Regions from separate parts of the Siniperca chuatsi genome. Here region 2 is linked to region 1. The links are chromatin contacts, called in public Hi-C maps. All regions are on one chromosome and are shown on one strand. The core of a region is the stretch at or near the end of the contact, and the rest is flanking DNA. Distances in the headings are between cores, read along the strand shown.

Region 1 (3,769 bases), core at 1,032-3,531:
GGGCAGCTTTTTGCTGTTTCATCCTCACTTAGGGATTTTGTCTGATGTTGCTCAATGCAACAGATACTGTACCAGTCTTGAATTGGAGTCCTCGTGACAGCTCAATCATGATGTATTTTTAAATGTTGCATAATGCAGCTCCAAGAACAGTAGTAATCATCTATATTTTTGCTTTGCTGACTCCTGAAGCTTTTTTAGCTAAAATTAAGCATATCGCCTCTTGGAATTTAAACCTCTCATTTCCTTCGTGGATATTTTCTTGACATTTCTATTATTAGTGGTACAGCCGCTGGTGGATGTAATACTTGTGAGTCTTCAGAAACTCTTCTTGGCTGTGTGCAGATGGTCAGTTTAGTTGTGAATGTGTGTGTGACTCACGTTTTCAGTGAAGCCAAAAAGCACAACGATACACGACTCGTTCCCCAAAAATTGGCTGCCAGCTAAAACTGGAAAGCCTCCAGAGCTCCGCTCGTCACGCAGTGGATCTTCAGCTTGTGGACATGTTGTACCTGCCAGCTGGCCGCCGGATGTCGTGCCCTTCATTCGTTACTGGAGGGAGAACTCCATCGACTCTCATAACTGTGTGAGGATTAATAACTGGGAGGATGAGTCTCTTTGAGTTTTAGAGGATGTCATGTCTGTGCTTGGATTGCACGACAACATATGTTTGTAAGTACATACTGTACGTTGAGTCAATTAATAATGCAAGGTTGACATGTTGCAAAAGCATTGTCTAATCACTGAATTAATGTAATGCAAATAGATGGTATACACAAATCATAAACAGTCCCAAAATGTTTACAGTTATACTCAGAACTGCCTGAAGTCTAAATCCCTTTGCTTGCTGAGGGGCACATTGATAGCAGTGGTAGTCTGACCTCCAGGCTGCTGCTTCAGGACTTATATCTGTGCTTAGCGAATAGACAGACCTCCATAAGGTGCAGGACACTCAAATAAAAAAAAAAAATCTAAATAGGCGTTAGTTTTGGTGCTTGTTTGGTTCTAAGGTAAACTATTGTGAATGAACTGTTTGATTTGTTTGAGAATTGAAAGGCGTTTGATCAAAAGAATACAATACACATTGCAGCATAAGTAAGTGAAAAATGAATTGTACTTGGACTGGCACACTGATCTTGAAGGGCATCATTTGCACTGGGGATTACTTTTTAATATCCCATCACATTTAATCTGTATCTTATTTACAGTCCTCCAAAATGTATCCATCATAAAGCATCCGTCCTCTATCAAGAAAACTAAAAATGATTTTAAGTAGGCTTAGTGAATTATCATCAACCAATGTCATATTTTCATATTTGACTGTATGTATGTATTTGACATATTTCAAATATTTGATATTTGAATTCACTGTAAATAAATCCAGGTCTGAAACACTTCCTCCTCTCATGATGTGTAATCAACCACTGCTGCTGAGCTCCATGTAGCCCTGTCTCAAACACAGCTTTGCACCCTCCCACTCTCTCACAACTAACATTTCCCTTTGATCAGAGCTACAACTAATGAACTCAGCTTGACTTTGTGTTTCAAGTTATTAATGCACTGCTGCCTCTGATGCGTCTGATGTCTGTGACGATACAGTGCTTTGTCAAAGTCAGTCAGTGTCATCCACCTTCTATGTGATGGATGTGATACAACTTGAATTGACTGCATATTGTGCAACTGATCAACACTAGTCTGCTTATCTATTACAGATCCTTTAATTAGAGACCCTTCTGGCTAAAAACACCGAATACTGACACTAAAAACAGCTTAAGTCCATCAATCTTCAGCATCCTGCATTGGACGAACATTCATTTTACATCAAGTGACACACGCCGTGTCACATTATAAGTTCCAGTGGTGTACAGTAGTATAGTTTATAGTTTAAAGGATGTCAGCAGAAACATGTGTCTGTCTTTCGCTGTCCTTTGTGTGCCACTGTTTATTCTATTTACTGGTGGGGGGATGGAAAGGCCAGTCGTGTGATCAGTATTGATCTCTGAGAGCTTGTGCTCCGGGCCAAATGTATCTACGTTACATCTGTGATGTGTTGCGAGCGTGCAGGCATGTTTTTATCGGCACGTCCACGTGTTGATGTCAGTGGATAGATGGCCCGCAAAAAGAAAAGGGGTTTGTGGGCCATTTGCCAGGTTGCAAAGCGTGAATGAACAGAGCTCCCTGTCGAGTTTTGCTTCAGATAATAAAGCTGTATCGTTCATTTAGCAGGTGAGTTCAGCGGTGTAGGTCACACACACACACACATAGAGGGTCAAGGGCACTGGGCAGGACTGAGCACAGCAGCGTGAAATTACATGTCATACTAATAGCAGTCATGTCAGCCCAGGAGACACGGTTAACTTCACAGCACGATCAATTACTGATCAGGTCGTGTGACTCTGCTCTGCTGCTACTGTACTGCTAACTGTTGACTGTGTGTCGAATCAGTCGTTTTTCAGCAACACTCCTCTCTCACTGAACACCTCTCTCAGTATTTCTAAATATATATGTGACTGGGTTTTGTGCGTGTTCTAATTTTAGATGCGACTCAACACAAAATTGGCCCCACGGGGATATTAAAACACCAAACCGAATGAATATAATATATATATATATATATATATATATATCAGTGAATTCAGAATATAGGTTGTCTTGTGCGACTTAAATAGCTCTCATGGAACAGTGTGTGTCTGTTATTGCACAAGCACACAGAATATGTGTCAGCTGCAGTGTTGGAGTGTTTGAGAATGCTGCCCTCATGTGTCTCCTCTCAGAAATGCAGCACCCCTAGAGCACCCAAACAACAAGCTCCCTCTCCTCTCACAAGTCTTACTTTCCAGGGCTGTATGTGTTCTTTTATAATGTAAATGATACTGATAAAATAACAGATCCTTATTTCCATTGCAGGTTATGGACACACTATCTAAACTTTCCCACACACCGATTACACAACAAACTGGAATCAGGTATGTTTTGTTTTCAACATGTATCCTCTGACAGGTTATATAATGATGAGATTTTAAGCCTGACACAGAATGCTTTCTGTTTTCTCTTTTAAGGCCCTTTCCATCGGAGGAGAGTGTTGAAGATGAGGATATCTACAACCACCTGGAGGACCTTATAGAGTACGTTTGCCCTCCTATAGACACCCATGTGCATGACAACCTTTTACCTTTCTCTTTTACACACGTGACTTAATTAAAAAAAAAAATCTTAATTTGGTCTCTAGTTTCCCTTTGACTTAAAAATCTACAGGCTGTTGTGGGTGCAGCAACATTTGTTCCCTGGGTGTTGACTGGAAGGCAGCCACCTCCTCCTTGTTCCTTTATTCAGGCCTTGCATTTAGCGTATGATGACAACTAACCTTCTTATTATTGGTGTTTTCAACAATTAAATCCTAAAGTAACTTCATCAAAACAACAAATAATGCATTATTTTCATTTTTGAAAGTGAACAAGGAACAAAATCATAACATAACAAAATCCACCTACAGGTCTCCTGGCACAATGCCTTGCAAAGCCCTTTATCTAAATGCAATGCAGCAATAGAAGCTGAATCTGAAAGATTTTAAGATACTTGACTGTGGCTGGGTTAGTATGGATTTTTGAAGGTAATATAGTTGTATAATTTTGCCAGTATTTTTCCTTTCACCATTTTTTCTATTCATATCCTTATCAAAACATTGCATTAAAGTTTAAGTGAATGGCTTCCTATAGTCAGCCAATGTGGTTGCCTTTTGATTAATAAGGATTATATTTGTCTATCGTTGGCC
Region 2 (3,869 bases), core at 1,094-3,593, 57 kb before region 1:
AAATTTCTAATAGAAGAAGGGTGCTCAGATGTTCTCCACAAACTGTCAAAAAGCCTTTACTCAATTTTACAAGTCCAGACTAGACAGAATACTGGAACACTAAAACAACCATTTTATGCAGGTTGCCCAACAACTAAACCTTAATGACTAGAAGCTTTCAATCATTTTATTTGTTCCATAAATTAAGGAATATTGTGGGGGAGGATTATGTTTGCCAACCAGCTACAGGAATCAGCTAAATAAACTTAAATGTTCACTTCCCAGTATGGGAGGCAGCTCAGTGTATCACTCACCATAGGCAGTTCCAGGACCAAATTCATTTCCTGAGTCGATCATTGACTGGCCCAGCAGCTCGTGGTTGTTCATTCGCGTAGGGGCTTTTTTCTCCAGTTTCTCATAAACAAATTCTTCTAGCCGGACATCTGCAGATTGCAACAAGAAAACTTAATTACAAAGTCATAAGACTACAGTGAGGGACTCAAACGTAGGCAATGACTTTAGGACAGTGAGTCCAAACCGCCTGCCTTACATCTGTAAACTAAAACAGAAGCTTTCATAATGACAACCATGACAAGGAAAACCAACAATTTTGTTTCATGTTATCACATCACATGAATGAACACTGGCAATCACAGCCAGCATCTCTGTGGTATGTTCTACATGAACATAGAACAAATCCAGTTTACCATATCCAAGAGACTGTAAACAGCAGCTGGTCTCTCTGTGTTTGTTATGCCTATGCTGTGGTTGTGCTACAGCAATATGGCATCATGGTGTGAGCTGAGGAGGATGCACAGCTGAGCTTACAGACTTCACAGAGGGTACTGATGTATGTCAAACACCATCTCAGAGATGTTAAGCATTTTTATGTGACCCTTCTTATTGGCAAATATGTACATCTCCTAAATTCAGGTATTTACTGAGCTAGACCTTGTAATCCCTTATGAACCTTCACGTAGTTTGAGATCTTCGGGCAGGGGTCTCCTGTCTGTTCCTGAGTCCAGGATGAAAACTAAGGGGGACAGAGCTTTTGCTATCAGGGCCCCGAGGCTCTGGAACAACTTGCCCGAAGAAATTAGGTTGTCTGAGTCAGTGTCTTCATTTAAGTATCGTCTCAAAACACATTTTTATCTGAAAGCATATCCTGATTTTACCTGAACTGGCTGTTTATTTTATTGTTTATTTTATTGCTTTTGTGTATTTTGTGTGTTTTATTTCTTTATATTTCGTCATTCACTGTGGTATTTTATTTTTCTTGTTGTGAAGCACTTTGTACTTTGTTTTGATAAGTGCTCTATAAATAAAGTTTTATTATTATTATTATTATTATATTACTTTTCAGTGCAGAAACAAGATATCAACTGTCCCGTAGAGGGGAGAACATAGAGTGAGTACCTGCCCTGAAAAGGGGTCCAGTATGTCAGCATTTTGTTTGTCAGTAGAGTCAAGCTCATTATAGAGTCAAAATTGTGGTCTTACTTGGGTTGGGCTGTAGTAAGACTTCTGTCTGCTTCATAATCCTTTCTGTCCATTGCTTGGTGTTCTCAGCTCTGACCAAAAGGTTCTCCAAATGGGCATCCAACTCTGTCTTTTCAGCCTGGCCAAATTTCTCTTCTGTAAACTGAAAAAGAAAATATATTATAGTGCACATAACCTATTGCCTGGAAAGTGACTACACTAGAGTATGAAGAGTACAGGGCTGAGGAGGCATGCAAGTCGTGTTTGATGGAACGTTAGCAAGCTGGAAAGACTATCTTACAAAATAAATGTTATCTGCCAAGCTAATGTTGATAGCTCTATCTAATGGTTTCTGAGGCCTGCTTTGATGGTTATGTTGAACAACTGTAAAGTGTTGGCTATAATAGAGATTGAGAATGTTCACAAATACTCATATAGTGAACTGCAGCCAACTTTGCAGGATATAGAATTTTCTCTCAGATAATAACATGCTACATAGCTACACAATAACAGCCACGGAAGCGTTAGCTGTTTAGCAAGCGAGCTAACGCTACCGGACTGGATAAGCTAGCAACTAACGTTGATTAGCAAGAACTTCCACGAACTACACGCACAAACTTACTTGTACCGCGCGGCTCAGGAAAGTACCGGCGTCTGCAGCTAACCGCTTAACATTAAAATCCATGGCACAGCAGGGGAAATGAACACTTAATACAACAGCTAGCTTGTCTCACAGTCAAACTGACATCCCTATGGAAAATGTCATTGAAGCAACTTTTTGTCGGAGTTCCACCTAGCTGTTGGTCCTGACAAAGATAGTATACGGACAAGATAATTCACATCTCCAGCCTATTCTGACAGCTGTAAGGAAATGTCGCGCATGCGCACACTGACATACGACAAAGACTGGCACAACGGAAAGCAACAACGGAAGCAATAACCTGAAACTACACAACACAAGTTGCTATTACAGTATTGCTGTTCATTTCAGTCGACTGCCCAGCAAACGGCTGGTGTTTTCACTCTGCTTGTAAGAAACGGCTTTTATTTGCATAATGCGAGACACACCAAATAATTTAATGTTATATAGGAATTTAGAGGCAAGCGAATTTTGTCTTAATAGAAAAACACTACCGCCTGAGTCTTTGATACAAGTTTATTGAGTCTGGGCGCTCTGCTCTGTGCAGGGATATGTTAAAGGAAAGACTGTAGCTTCTATTTATCTTTTGTTGCATTCAGGTCTTGCGGAAATATCGGAATCGAATAAAGCGGGTCGAAGTGACGAAACTAAGTGGGAAAATCGAAATGCTCTACAGTAGCAGCAGCAAAATCGAGATGTGACCTTTGTGGGCGGAGAGACAGTTAAAACTGGTGTATATGCTATAGCAACATTTTTGCTCTAAATTGTATGTGTTATACATTTTGTATGGCAGTTAGGATAATAAACAACAATGACAACACACCAATTCCAAATTGAATGCATGCATGCTATTTTTAAAAGGGTAGCCTACTTTAAGTTTTAAAGTCCAAACTAAATCACCTAAATTCATATTTACAAGTTAGAAACTTAAAGGAAATTAAAAGGACATGGTGAAGACTGCATGTGTGCCTACTAGGCTACTGTAGGCCTAGGCCTGCTCTGTAGGGGGCACTAGTGATTAATTTTGCCACACCCATATCAGACATAAATTTTCACCATTTCTGAATTTTGTGCAAAGTTTCGTGAGTTTTCGAGCACCTTTAGCTCATCAAAATGCGATTAATTTGGATAAATAATAATGAAATTGCATTTCAAAAGGGTCCTCGCAGAGGTCACTGCTTGGGCCCTAATTATAATCTGCCCTGAACCTGAACCTCACACCCTTTGCCTTTCACCCCTCACTGACCTTTTACCATTGATTTCTTCACATAGCCTATTATTGACAGCTGTCAAGTTTGAATGAGAATTTACCTTTGACCATGCGAAATGTTTTGTGTGTCAAGTAGCATACAAAATCCAAATGTAAACCATGATTCAGGTTTGGTGCATGCAGGTCATTTGCTCAAGTGTAAAATCTCCATAGTACCCGTATTGTGCTGCTTGTGTGAGATTTACACTTTTTCCTAATAACTGTACACCCTATCCTCATACAACTGCAATCAATTCTATTTGTAATATTATTTGGCTTACAATGTATGCTGATGAGTAATACTGACACAGTGAGGATGATATTTCTACAACATAATATCTTCTGCAACCCTCTTCCCCTTTCTTAGAAAATGTCTTGAGGCAGATTTTGGAAAAACAAAAACACTCTTCAGGTCTGGGTGTAATTATGCCAGACAGAGCCTGCTACCTGCTGTGTGGGAGGAAGTCAGGCAGAGAGAGAAATCAAATGACTTCCCCTCTGTAGGCTACCAACGCACCGTCA

The links. Hi-C and Micro-C count contacts between places; a contact is called where the count stands out from the background.
Region 2: a Hi-C map of an unstated tissue shows a contact between it and region 1, with 4 times the contacts expected there. The contact joins the promoter of sh3glb1a here to the enhancer-like site in region 1. A contact is called at or near these places in 2 of 3 Hi-C or Micro-C datasets (liver and an unstated tissue).

Annotation. Positions count from the first base shown.
Region 1 is chrLG19:9,832,498-9,836,266 of ASM2008510v1, reverse strand. LOC122866590 (guanine nucleotide exchange factor VAV3) reads left to right here. Exons shown (of 28, transcript XM_044176428.1): 3 at 2,905-2,963; 4 at 3,057-3,122. Among protein-coding and RNA genes, the nearest start is that of LOC122866590, 39 kb to the left of the region's middle. Within about 2 kb of position 2,281, the one cell type or tissue checked has an H3K27ac peak away from gene starts, as active enhancers do. A contact at or near this core is called in liver, where this site is marked.
Region 2 is chrLG19:9,889,710-9,893,578 of ASM2008510v1, reverse strand. It overlaps sh3glb1a (endophilin-B1a), which reads right to left and starts at 2,343. Exons shown (of 9, transcript XM_044175954.1): 1 at 2,081-2,343; 2 at 1,480-1,621; 3 at 294-422. The coding sequence starts at 2,143.